3 separate regions of the Mus musculus genome follow, and all the other regions are linked to region 3. A link is a contact called in public promoter capture Hi-C data. All regions are on one chromosome and are shown on one strand. Each heading gives the region's core, a stretch centred on a gene start, on an enhancer-like site or on the middle of the called end of the contact. The rest is flanking DNA. Distances are from core to core; before and after follow the strand shown. Region 1 holds the start of Lamp1 (lysosomal-associated membrane protein 1). Region 2 holds the start of Champ1 (chromosome alignment maintaining phosphoprotein 1). Region 3 holds the start of Gas6 (growth arrest specific 6).

Region 1 (3,989 bases), core at 1,485-3,984, 340 kb before region 3:
AGACAGGGCTCAGCATCTAAGAAGGAATACTGCTTTAGCTGAGGACTTGGGTTCCCTTCATAGCACCACACTGTATGGCTCAAAATAGCCTTTAACTCCAGCTCGGGGGAGGGGACCTGATACCTCTGGCCCTGTGGGCACCCACATACAAGTGGTACACAGACACACATGCAGGCAAGACACCCGTACATATAAAATACTAAAGCTTCAAAGAGAAAAGCAATATAAACTCACTGTAGTGCTTTAACAAAATTCCTTATTCTCTGAAAACACGTTTGCTAAGCCTCTCGCCTCTATGCCCTGTTCTTCTGTCAGTGTCACTGAAGTCAGTGTCACGTTGGGTGAGGACTCAACTTGTACACACCAGACTGTCCACATGTGCTATAAACAGAAAAATGATGGGTTGGCAGGCCTCAGCGCAACTTACAGGCTCGCCAAGAAGGATACAGAAGAAAGTAGGCCAAGCCCCAAATGTGGAACAACCAGGAATAAAACTGGAGACACAGACTCCACCAGTGAGGACCAGGCAGGGCCAGCTCCTCCTCCCGTGCTCATCGAGCACTGCCCCTGCATTCATGGGGCCATGTTCTACCTCGAATGTTCTCTGGCCAATATCTACATCTTAGCTGCAGGAGTACTGGAGATGCTTCAGGAGTTCTGTCCGTCACCAATAGTGGCAAAATTAAAAGGCACTTGGGGCCGGAAAGCACAACTCAGTAGGAGGCTCTTGTTTCTGTTCAAAAAATTAATTGGAAGGGTTTTTTATATCAGAATGTTTAGGAGAAACAAACATCTTAGAAGTCCTCGGATTGTGCCCAAAATTAGTTCTCTAATTCAGAGAACACTCCAAAGCCAGAAACTGTGTACTGACAACATTGCTACAGGACTGCTGATAGACAGCGTCACAAGGAAGCCATCCCAGCATTCTCTTTGCTTCCTGTTGTGGATCAAAATGCACCCTCTCAGCTGCTTCCCTACCACCATGCTCCCCACAGGGATGACAATGGACTCCTAACTCTCTGGCCCCAGATGAGTCCTCTCTAAGCTGCCTAGATCATAGAGTTTTATCACATCAATGGAGAAGTAAGCAGAGTCTTGTGATTGCAAGCTTGTGCCCCCATACCTCCTTCTAATTTTCTGCCTTGCTCCTCCACTCCCTGTTTTTGACAGTCTGTAACCCTGGCTGGCTTAGAACGCAGAGGTCCACCTGCCTCTGCCTCCCAAGTCCTGGATTAAAGGGATGCACACCCACACCGTTATATCCATCTTAAAAAGACCCCCCTCCTTTAGAAAGTGATCTTTGACCCATTTCTCCCAGTTTCTTTTTAAAATTTCACTTTATTTTGTGCATGAGAGTTTTGCTTGAATATAGGGTAGGCCTGTGCATCATAGGCAGGTGTGGTGTGCCCTCAGAAGTCAGGAGAGGGCATCAGGCTCCCCGGAACTGGATAGTTGTGAACCATGTGAGTGATGGGACTGGAACCAAGGTCCTACACAAATGAGCCATCTCTCCAACCACTCTTATTCTCCGGTCACAGAATAAACTAGTCCACTACATAAACAGCTTTTAAGTTTTGTTACTGGGTCTACAATTCTGAGGAGGAAGAACTCAGCTTGAATGAAAAATCTGTTAACAGGAGGAATCCTCAAGCTAAAACTTGAGGACTTCAAGGTAGATCTGGTGGTCTCCGGCCTTTAGTCCCAGCACTCTGAAGGCAGAGGCAGGCTGATCTCTTGAGTCTGAGGCCAACCTGTCTAAGTAATGAGTTCTAGGATTGCCAGGGTTATATAGAGAGACCCTGTCTCCAAAACAATATAATAACATAAAAGCTCAGATTATTCATGCCATGGTGGCACACACCTGTAATCTCTGCGCTCCTGACAGGATGATTGCCCAGAGTGTGGGGCCAGCCTGGTCCATGCGAGTTCCAGGTCAACCTGGGCTTTAGGGTGACGCCATGTCCCCAAACATCAAACCAATCCTCGAGTTTTGAGTGTGACATTCACAAAAGAGGAAAATACTTTAGTATTGAACTCTTCATGGAAATAGTCATCTCAGGTAAGATGACCATCCACATGCCCTTAAGCAGCCAGGAATGGTCAAGAACACTGCGCCCACACACATCATCTGAGCACTCAGGAAGCAGAGGCGGGCTGATCTCTGAGTTTGAGGCCGGCTAAAGATATATTCTGAAATCCTATCTCTTAAAAAGTATCTTTTCCACATCTCCCACCATCTACGTATCCTAAAGGACTGTCCTCTGCCTGGATCACCGAATGGGACACATTCGGGGCTGACCCTAGACACTAGTATGTGAGCCTGAAAGTGGAGGTCAGCCTGGGCCTGGGGCACGGGTCTAGATGGGAATACCCACCTCGAAATGGATATGCACACTGTCCTGGGATGTAAACACTGGTATTGACCTAGACATGGCTCTCAACCAAGACTACCACTGGGCTGCAGGCCTTCAGGGGCTTGGACCTGAACTGTGGCATGTAGCTGGCCTACGGGGCTCAGTCCAGCCTTCATGGCTTCCTGTTTCCATCTTCACTTTCTCCGACAGCGTTTCTCCTTCCCTTACTCAAAGCCACAACCTACTTTCCATTTCGGGACACTCGGGAGAAAGGCCGTGGGGGGGGGGGGGGGAAGGGGGTGGGGAGAGGGCAAGATATCACGTGGTCCAGCGCCCACGTGATGCCGACTGGCACGTGACCACATCACGTGCGGAACGGAGCCTCCCGAAGAAGTGAGGAGTAAGCTGGCGGTCCACGGGCTCTCGCGAGACCCTCGGCTCACGTGACCGGCGGGCGCGGCACTGCTCACGTGACAGGCGCTGCCGGCCGCAGGGTCCTCTCCGTGCCGGCGCCGCAGCTGCGGGGCCTCTCGAGTCGGTGGACGCGCCCTCCCGCCGGCCTCGCCGCCCGCGCAACCGCCGTCCTCCGGCCTCGGCTGCGTCGCGCCATGGCGGCCCCCGGCGCCCGGCGGCCGCTGCTCCTGCTGCTGCTGGGTGAGCCCGAGAGGGAGGGAGAGAGAAGGAGGGCCGGGCGGGGTCGGTGTCTCGGGACGGACGGGAACAGAGCGGCAGGCCGGGCGGGGACGGGGCGCCCGGAGCCGCGGGCGTCAAGAAGGCCTCGAGCCGGCCCGCCCGCTCCGCAGTGGCGCTCGCCGCCTGGGAGCCCGTGCGGGCCTAAGGACGTAGGTGCGGGTTGGGAGCCCAGTCTGAGCCGCTCTGGAAGGAGCTGGGCTGGAGTTCCTGCCAGGCAGTGCTGCTGGCTCTGAGCTGCCTTGTGAGAGGACTGGGTGCTGCCTCGGACCCTGCCTGGGGTGCCGGGTGCCCTTCCTCGCCGCTGTATCCCGGCAACGCGGAGCGTTTCGCTGCGGTGCCAGCATCTTCAGGACGGGAGAGAGGTGGCTGGCCAAATCTCCTGGGCACAGAGGCTCACACCCCCAAATTCTGTGACTGTGACTTTATGGAATTCGTTTACCCTTTCTTTTATTTTGCTACTTGTGTGAACTCTCTGGTCCGTGAGAGGTGCGCTTACTCGGCGGTCTTAACCCAGAAGCCTTGCTAAGGGGACCTGTGACCCTTCACGGTTCAGGAGTTGTAGCTAATATACGAGTTGCCGAAACAAGTTCTGTTGTGTCAGAATGGCTTGGTAACTAGCTGGAGTTCAATCTCCAGCACAGCCAAAAACGACTTAAACCCTTAGACTGTTTTATACTTTTAAAATGGGGGGAGGGGTGTCTCACCACCACGCTGGCCTGAAACTCACAGGTTCAGGTTCTCGTAGTCTCTGCTTCCTAAATGCTGATTGGGATAAAATCCAAAGGACAGCCAGGTTAGGCCTCTTCATGTTTTTCAAACTACCTTGTGGCTTGCATAGTGGTTTATACCTTTAATCCTGAGCTAGTGTCAGGACGATCTCTTTAACAAGCCATTCTGGTCTATATAATGAGTTCTAAGACAGCCAGGACCGGAGACCCTGTT
Region 2 (3,840 bases), core at 1,008-3,507, 380 kb after region 3:
GAAACTGGAGTTACAGATGTTTGTGAGCTACCATGTGTGACTTGGACCAGCAGATTGGTTTTTTTTTTTCAGTGATAAGAGCATGAGAAGAAGGAGCAGGGAGTAAAAAGATAGGCAGGTTTGGGATCAGGAAGTCTAGCACAGCTATGGCTCATGCCAGGCAAGGTTACTAATAAATGCAGCATCTTACATTCTCTTAGTAGCAGGAAATGGGCCAAGGTCAACAGAAAGCTAAATCAGTGTTGGCAAAGAGAACATAGACACAGCTGCCTTAAGACCATACCCTGGGAGTGGGGGTAAAGGAGAAAGGAATGTTGGCTTCCCAGGGACTGAAACTTTAACTCCTTTCAGGTCCCGGCCCTAGCCCCAAACTAGACCTACCAAGTCAGCCTCTTGGCAAGGACACAGAACTAATGTTCCCTTTGTCCTTTCATTGGAACCTCTGAGGAAGCCTTGGATTAACCTGGCTCCAAACAGGTTCCAGGAAGAGAAGAACCCAGATTCTCTGGAAGGGCAGCCAATGCTCTTAACTACTGAGCCATTGCTCAAGTCCTTCCTGGCTTAATATGCAACAGAACCTTAACAAGCAAAATCATCTGTCCACTACAGTATAATTCTCACAATGGGGTTCTCCAGCCAGAAGCAGTTCTGGTGCCTTCTGGGCACTTGCTAGATTCCTCAGACCTGCCTCAGGACTCAGCATCAGATGCTGTCAGCCTGGGGCCCTGGCCTTATTCTTCAGAGCACTAGGATATCTGTAGAGAGCCTCAACAGAGGGATTTTCTGCATCAGATTGACTATTGGACATTTTTTTTTTTAGTATAGAATAGAGTTTATTCAGGGCATGGGGAGGGGAGTTAAGAGGGTAGCAGAGGCAGAGAGAGGCAGAGAGAAGGAGAGAGCAGAGAAGCAGAGGCCAGCCATGAACATATGGAGAGAAAGGGGAAGGGAATGGGGAGAGATGAGGAACAAGGGGGCGAGAGGCAAGAGAGGCAAGAGTGTAAGAGCACTAGTGGGCATTTTTGTGGAGCATTTTCTTGATTGCTAACTTATGTGGGGAGACCCCCACACACTGGGGGCTGTTCCGTACCTGGGCAGGTGGGCCTAGGCTGTATAAGGAAGGTAACAAGCCATCTAGAAGAAAGCCAGCTAGGAATAGCACCAAGGTCTCTGCTTACTCAAGGTTCCTGCCTTGAGTTTCCTCAGTATCTTATAAAGTAAACCCTTTCCTCCCCTAAGTTCCTTGAAGGTGCCAAACATCCTCACTTAGAATAACAAGGGTTAGACTTCCAGCACCTCAAAAATTGAAAACAAGTTGGGCAGTGGTGGCACTCATTTTTTTTTTTGTTTGTTTGATTTTTTTTGTTTTTCTAGACAGGGTTTCTCTGTATAGCCCTGGCTGTCCTGGAACTCACTTTGTAGACCAGGCTGGCCTCAAACTCAGAAATCTGCCTGCCTCTACCTCCCGAGTGCTGGGATTAAAGGCGTGCACCACCATGCCTAGCGGCACTCACCTTTAATCCCAGCACTTGGGATCAAGAAGTGTGCTTGCTGACTCTTAGACAGTGACTGTTGGTGCAAACGGTCATGGATTCCCAAAAGTGGGTTAGGAATGCTTGTGGTGGCTCGTGCCTTTGAGCCCAGCACCTGAAAGGAGGCAGAGACAGGTGGATATCAGGGCTACATAGGGAGAGACGGTCTTAAAAAAAAACAAAGTCACTAATGTGTTATGTGTCAGACAGCGTGGGATGCTTAAATAAGGTGGCCCTGGGTTCATTTCTATCATCATTCAAGTCCAAAATGCAAGGAATCAAACCACTACCACCACCAATAACAACAAAAAGGCAAAAGCTTAAGAAATTACATAGGTGTATAAAGTAAGGTAAACTAGGTCCTCACAATCTTTCAAAGCAAACAGACTAATACTAAAACTAAAAGTGAATACATTTCAATTGCAATTGAAGCCAATTTTTAGAGTTTTGTGTTTGGAGACATGAAACCTGTTTACTGCCTTCGAAAAGCTTTGTATTTGCCTTGTATTTCTAGTTTAGACAGTATGTCTTATTGGAATGAATGAATGAACGCATCCTTATTAGGAAGGAACAAATCAAAAGACAAAAATAATCAAAACGAACCTACCAAACAAACAAACAAACAAAAAACCCAAACAATCAAAAGAGGGGTTAAGCAAAGAGACAGAAGCCCAGGCCTGGGGCTGGGCCCTTGCTTCCTCCGGCACAGCCCAGCTGGGAACCTTAGGGGCCGGGGGAAGGGGGCGACCCGGAGGCACGCGACGGCACTTCCGGTGCGAGCGCGCGGTACTTCCCGGCTGGTCCTGCGTCCAGCCGCCATTCCCGAGGCCGCACAGCCAGCCCAGAGTTTCCTGTGGGCGTTTCCTCCTCTTCACTTCAGGACGCCTCGCCGGATGGTGAGGAGCGGGCGGGCGGGCGCCTCGGTACGGGCTGCAGGGTTCGGCGGGAGGGCGGGCGCCGTGGTGCGCTTGGCGCGGCCTGGAGGCCGGAGCGCCCGGTGGCCTCATCCTTGCTCTCCGCCTCCGGGGCCAGCCTTGTGTTTTTCTTGCGTGGCGGCGCACAGGATGGGAGGGGGCGGTATCGGTCTGGAATCTGCTTTAGGGCTGCTGTCCCGAGGCTCCGAAGGTCTCTGGACGTGGACCGTATCCGGGCTTAGCCTCGCCCAGGTACCCTTTCGGATGGATGGCTGCAGCCTAGCGGGGTGTTTTCCCGAGAAAGGGCCAGCGCTTTGGCACTTGACTGTGGAGTGTAAACCGGTGCCAATCTAGTATTCCCAAACATTTAATTAATCTAAAGATCGCTCGGTGCCCAGAAGTTCTACCCCCAGGTCAACGGATCTTGCTTGTCAAGAACACAAGGAACTCAGAGCCATTAGCTACACTGTTAGTGGCACACACGTGGCCATGCACTGTCTCTCCTGTAAACTGTGGATCTCCTAAATTAGGCTGACGCTGCGGCTCGATGGTGAGCCCGTGCTTAGCAAGAGTGAGGCCTTGGGTTCCATCCCAGGACTTGGGAACAAAAAAGTGACACTTGTTACAAATTAGCTCACTGATCAACACAAGTTGTTAATGGAATTGGAAAACGTGTAGAAACGTAAGGGTTATTTGTGCTTTGTGTTGTTGTTGTTGTAGTTTTTAAAGAAAAACAACCAGTCAAAAATGTATAACCTTAAAAAAAAAGGCTATTCATAAAGAACAGTCTTATGGGCTGGAGAGATGGTGGCTCAGTGGTTGGGAGCACTGACTGCTCTTCCAAAGGCCCTGAGTTCAGATCCCAGTGACCACGTGGTGGCTCACAACCATTTGTAAGACAGCTACAGTGTACTTATATATAATAAAATAATAATAAGAAAAAACAGTCTTGGGCTGGAGAGATCACTCAATGGTTAAGAGGTCTGACTGCTCTTCCAAAGGTCCTGAGTTCAAATCCCAGCAACCACATGGTGGCTCACAACCATCTGTAATGAGATCTGATGCCCTCTTCTGGGGTGTCTGAAGACAGCTACAGTGTACTTATGTATAATAATGAATCTTTTTTTAAAAAAAGAAAGAACAGTCTTATTAGTATATACGTAGACTAATAGTGCCAACATCCTAGGTTGCTTTCTGTTGCTGTGATCAAAAAACACCTGTGGGGAGGAAAGGATCAATCTCATCTTACAGGTTATAGTCCATTGTTGAGGGAATTAAGGGCAGGAACTCAAGCAGAAAACACAGAGTAGAGCTGTGTTCTAGCTTGTTCCCAAACTCACAATTCAGTTCCCTTTCTTATACAGCAAAGGCCTACACACCTAGGGACAGTACCT
Region 3 (3,843 bases), core at 366-2,865:
AGCGGAACCCAACATTGTGAAACCATACCGATTTGGCAGGTGTTGGGGGGGGGAGTGGGGGGGGGGCTCTGCATCACTACGGAGACCCGTGGGCCAGTCCAGATCTCAATCAACCTCACGCATGCCCTACGCTGGGGTGTGTTCCCCTCATGAATCCACTCAGCCCCCACGCGCACCTTCTGGGGAGAGTCCTGTGCATACATAGGCTGCTGGCTGCAGTTGGCTGTACGCCTGCTCCATTCCCCAAGGACATTATTAATAGAAGTTTGTCCTGGGCCAGCACAGCCCTTGCAGAGGCAGGTGCCGGCCCTCTTCCTCACGTTGCTCCCCACCCGCCCGTATGCATGTTCTTAGCACAATTCCAGCCATCGTATTTTTGGACCTGCTGCAGCAAGCAATTCCAGCTTTGAGATCTTTCAATTCCTCTTTCAGGAAAACCCTGGGTCCCTCCGGAGGAAGACCAAAGAGGAGCCCCACCCCTCACCTCCAATCCAATAAAGGGACTGGCAGTCTTAGGAAGCCTTTGAGTTTCAAATCACTGCGGATTTTTCCCACGGGTACTTTCTTTTCGAGGGTAGGGGAAGATTTAGTTTCAGAGTCTACTGAAGGGATCTCAGTGGAGCCCACTCAAGGATACGCTTTCTACTCCTGAAGAGGAGAGGACTTGTGGGTCAACTGAGAAACTTGGGCTCAAGAATGGAGAAGTGCAAGGGGGTGCGAAGAAGGCTCAGTGTCTAAGAGTTCTGGGGTGCACGTGGTGGTGCGGTCCACACAAGGATCCTTACATCTCCAGAAAGGATGTTTGGGATTCGACAGTCCCCGGGTCTCCTGGACCCTCACAGGGTGGGAGTCGGAACTTGCGGCCCCCAAAAGTATGGGTTCTGGGACGCCCAGGACCCACCCCGCGACCCCTGGCGCACGCTCACCGTCTCGGGGTCGTTCTCGAACACCTCTCTGGCCTCCTCTTTGCTGCACACCTCCTCCACGCACTCCCGTTCCAGGTGGCCCTGCTTGGCCTCCTCGAAGACTTGGTAGGCGCGGCGCTGCCTGGGCCGCAGAAACTGCGCCGCCTCACGCGCCCGCAACAGCACAGCTGCAGAAAGAAGGGTGTACGGTCAACCTACACCCACTCGGGGCTGGAATGTAGGGGGTCTGGGATGCTGGGGATCGTAATGCCTGTGTGTCTGGGATGCTCCGGGTCCGTGATGCCTAGAGCTCAGAGGTCCGGGGACAGGATGCCAGGGTGTCTGGGGTACCCGGCACCAGGATGCTGCGCCGGGGTACAGGCCTGGAGCCCCACACCACGGGGTAGTGGGTTTGGGGGACCCCTGCGGTACTCACTGTGAGAAGACTCGGAAGCCAGCAGGAGCAGCAGAAGCGCAGTGCCCAGGGCGGCGGCGGGCCCGGGCGGTGGCGGCATGGCGAGGCCGGTGCCGGGGAGCCTAGCAGCCGGGAGCGTGCGGTCAGAGCACCCGGGAGGCTGAAGCGAGGCGCGGACGCCGCGAGACACGGGCTCCGGTCATCCTGGCTAAGCGACGGTGAAGGTCACATCCCTGCGGCGGCAGCGCCGCACCCGGCGCTCGCTGCGGTTCTGGGCCGTGAAGGAGGCAGCGGGTGAGGGCGGGGCTTAGGGCGGGTGGGGGTGGGGCCTAGTGTGAGTAGGGCGGGGCCTTTGGGGGCGGGGCCGAGCTGGGTGAGGCAAGGCAGGCTGACTGGTTCGACTCCAGTATCCTCAAAATTTCACTGCTAGAATGCGGTAAAATGAAAGGAGAATTGTATCTGGGCATCTGCCCAGGTACAATTTGACCGTTTTCTATCCTCCTCTGCAGACATCGTTTTCGGAATCTTCATTCTTGGGCACATTTTCTAAAGAGATGCAACATCCACTAAGGAAACAATAACTGTGGCCACACCCAGTGGCGTGGAGGTCCACGGTGCAAGATGTTATTCCCTCTGAAATCTGATTTCCACACCACAGGCTGAAAGCAGCATTGTGTATTTTCCAGTACCAAAGCTTTCTGGCTCTTGTCTCAGGGCACTTTGCAAGGTCATAGATGCACACACACACACACACACACACACACACACACACACCTTGCAGACCAATCACAGAATGCAGATATGCAGCAGCCTGCCAAAACCCAATAGGGTAGATGTTCCTGAGACATCCTTACCTCAGCATTTTGATAGAAAAGGATAAGGAGTCACCCTCCCCCTCTTTTCTGGGTGAATGCAACCCAGATTCTTGGGAGCACACAAGGTCAATACTGGTGGAATTCTTCTTTAAGGTCATCCGTTTGAAGGTGGGGCTAACAAATATCTTAATTTCAGAGAAATGACTGCCATGGGAATCATCTTGAAAGGGAATTAAAAATTGGATAAGCTGTGCCTGCTTCCAGACCAGAATCACGGCACTCCCAGGAAACCAAGCCAAGAACTTCAGAAGCCAGAGAGCACCCCGAATTTCCTAAGGCTGCCCCAGGCCTACAGACACCATGTGCTTGGAATGAATATTTGCCGTATTAATTTTCTGCTCTTTCTTAAGAAGGAACACTGTTTTCAAAAGTGGTGTTGGTTATTCACGAACACTCATTCCAAGCCAAGTAGAGGTCCGCCATTTCTGAAGGTTCTGAGGAACGGGCATGGGTGGAGGTCAGGTGGTTTGCATGTCTGCAGTTGCTGCTGCCTGTACACCTGTGGAAGGTTGGAGGAAAGATGATTTGATTTTTCTAGTTACTTGAATCCCTTCCTCCCCCCTCCCCCCATGAGAGACAGCTTCTCTGGCTTCTATGGTGTGGTCGTGACTCAGACAACCAGGACCCAGCACCACCTCAGCTCGATGGAGTTATCCAGATCTTTTGGCTTCCTTTAGCCTTGACCTCAGTCTCCCCTACATTCCCAGTGCATTCTTTCTGCTGGGCATCCCAGTAAAGATGCCTCACATTATACAGACCGTTGGTTTAATGAAGAGAGAGCATCCTCCTGGATTTGGCTTAGAAAACAGAGCAAAGAGGAAGCAAATGTGGAGGGAAGTGGAAGGCTGGATGGAGGGCACTCAACCGAGTCATCAACACAAACAAACAACAAACAAAACAAATGAAACAAACAAACAAACAAACAAACAATTCCCTTTCCAAGGCAGCCATGGGAAACCTGTAAGAAACGACCCGGGTAAATATTTCACATTTGAAGTGCCCTGCAATGGAAATGGTGAGGCTCAGCCCCACAGGGCAGGAGGTTGGAGCCATCTGGGGTGTTGCGAATGATCTGGCTACAGAAAGGAAAGCTGGTTGCTTCTCTTGTCAGGAATAAGCTCAGGTGGGCTGTGGAGATTGGGTGGAAGCATTGTGTCTGGATGGAACCAGTTCTGCACAGTCCCCAAGGCCACTTCTCTGTGCAATACACTTGAACTGAGATTGCTCTTGTTCTTCTTTAAAATGAGTTGTCCTGGAAACAAACCAACATTCAGTTTGGTTTCTGTTTGGGGTTCGATAGCCTTATCGATATATGGAAATGCCTTTAAGTTGTGTCTATAAGATAGCTTTTGATGTACCTGAGGCCCAGGTGTTTACCTGTGTAGCAAGATGACACAGCAGGATCCAAAGAGTGCCTGTCCCCTTTGCTAATTCTTCCTTCCCAATGTCCCTCCCATCCCCTGTGTTCCCATAGTCTAGAAAACAGCTTCTGCTACTACAGATTAACTCATAATTTCTAGCATTACATAAATCTATATTAACCACATTTTTTGCTTGGCCTTTTCAACCAGCATATTTTCATTTTTGCTCACTATATTCAGTTTTATGGATATACTTATTGATGAACATTAGAGGTTTTTTAAAAAAA

What was found. Promoter capture Hi-C pulls out the DNA fragments that hold promoters and counts their contacts.
Region 1: a promoter capture Hi-C map of liver shows a contact between it and region 3, with 3 times the contacts expected there. The contact joins the promoter of Lamp1 here to the promoter of Gas6 in region 3. A contact is called at or near these places in 1 of 39 promoter capture datasets (liver) and 1 of 115 datasets of contacts at active chromatin or transcription factors (pancreatic cancer cells).
Region 2: a promoter capture Hi-C map of hippocampal neurons shows a contact between it and region 3, with 4 times the contacts expected there. The contact joins the promoter of Champ1 here to the promoter of Gas6 in region 3. A contact is called at or near these places in 4 of 39 promoter capture datasets (the 3T3-L1 cell line, the C10 cell line, cranial neural crest and 1 more) and 1 of 115 datasets of contacts at active chromatin or transcription factors (bone marrow-derived macrophages).

Annotation. Positions count from the first base shown.
Region 1 is chr8:13,156,427-13,160,415 of GRCm38.p6, forward strand. It overlaps Lamp1 (lysosomal-associated membrane protein 1), which reads left to right and starts at 2,735. Exons shown (of 9, transcript NM_010684.3): 1 at 2,735-3,008. The coding sequence starts at 2,963.
Region 2 is chr8:13,867,384-13,871,223 of GRCm38.p6, forward strand. Champ1 (chromosome alignment maintaining phosphoprotein 1) reads left to right here and starts at 2,258. Exons shown (of 2, transcript NM_181854.2): 1 at 2,258-2,428.
Region 3 is chr8:13,492,920-13,496,762 of GRCm38.p6, forward strand. Gas6 (growth arrest specific 6) reads right to left here and starts at 1,616. Exons shown (of 15, transcript NM_019521.2): 1 at 1,342-1,616; 2 at 927-1,093. The coding sequence starts at 1,420. It also overlaps a transcript of Tmem255b not described here.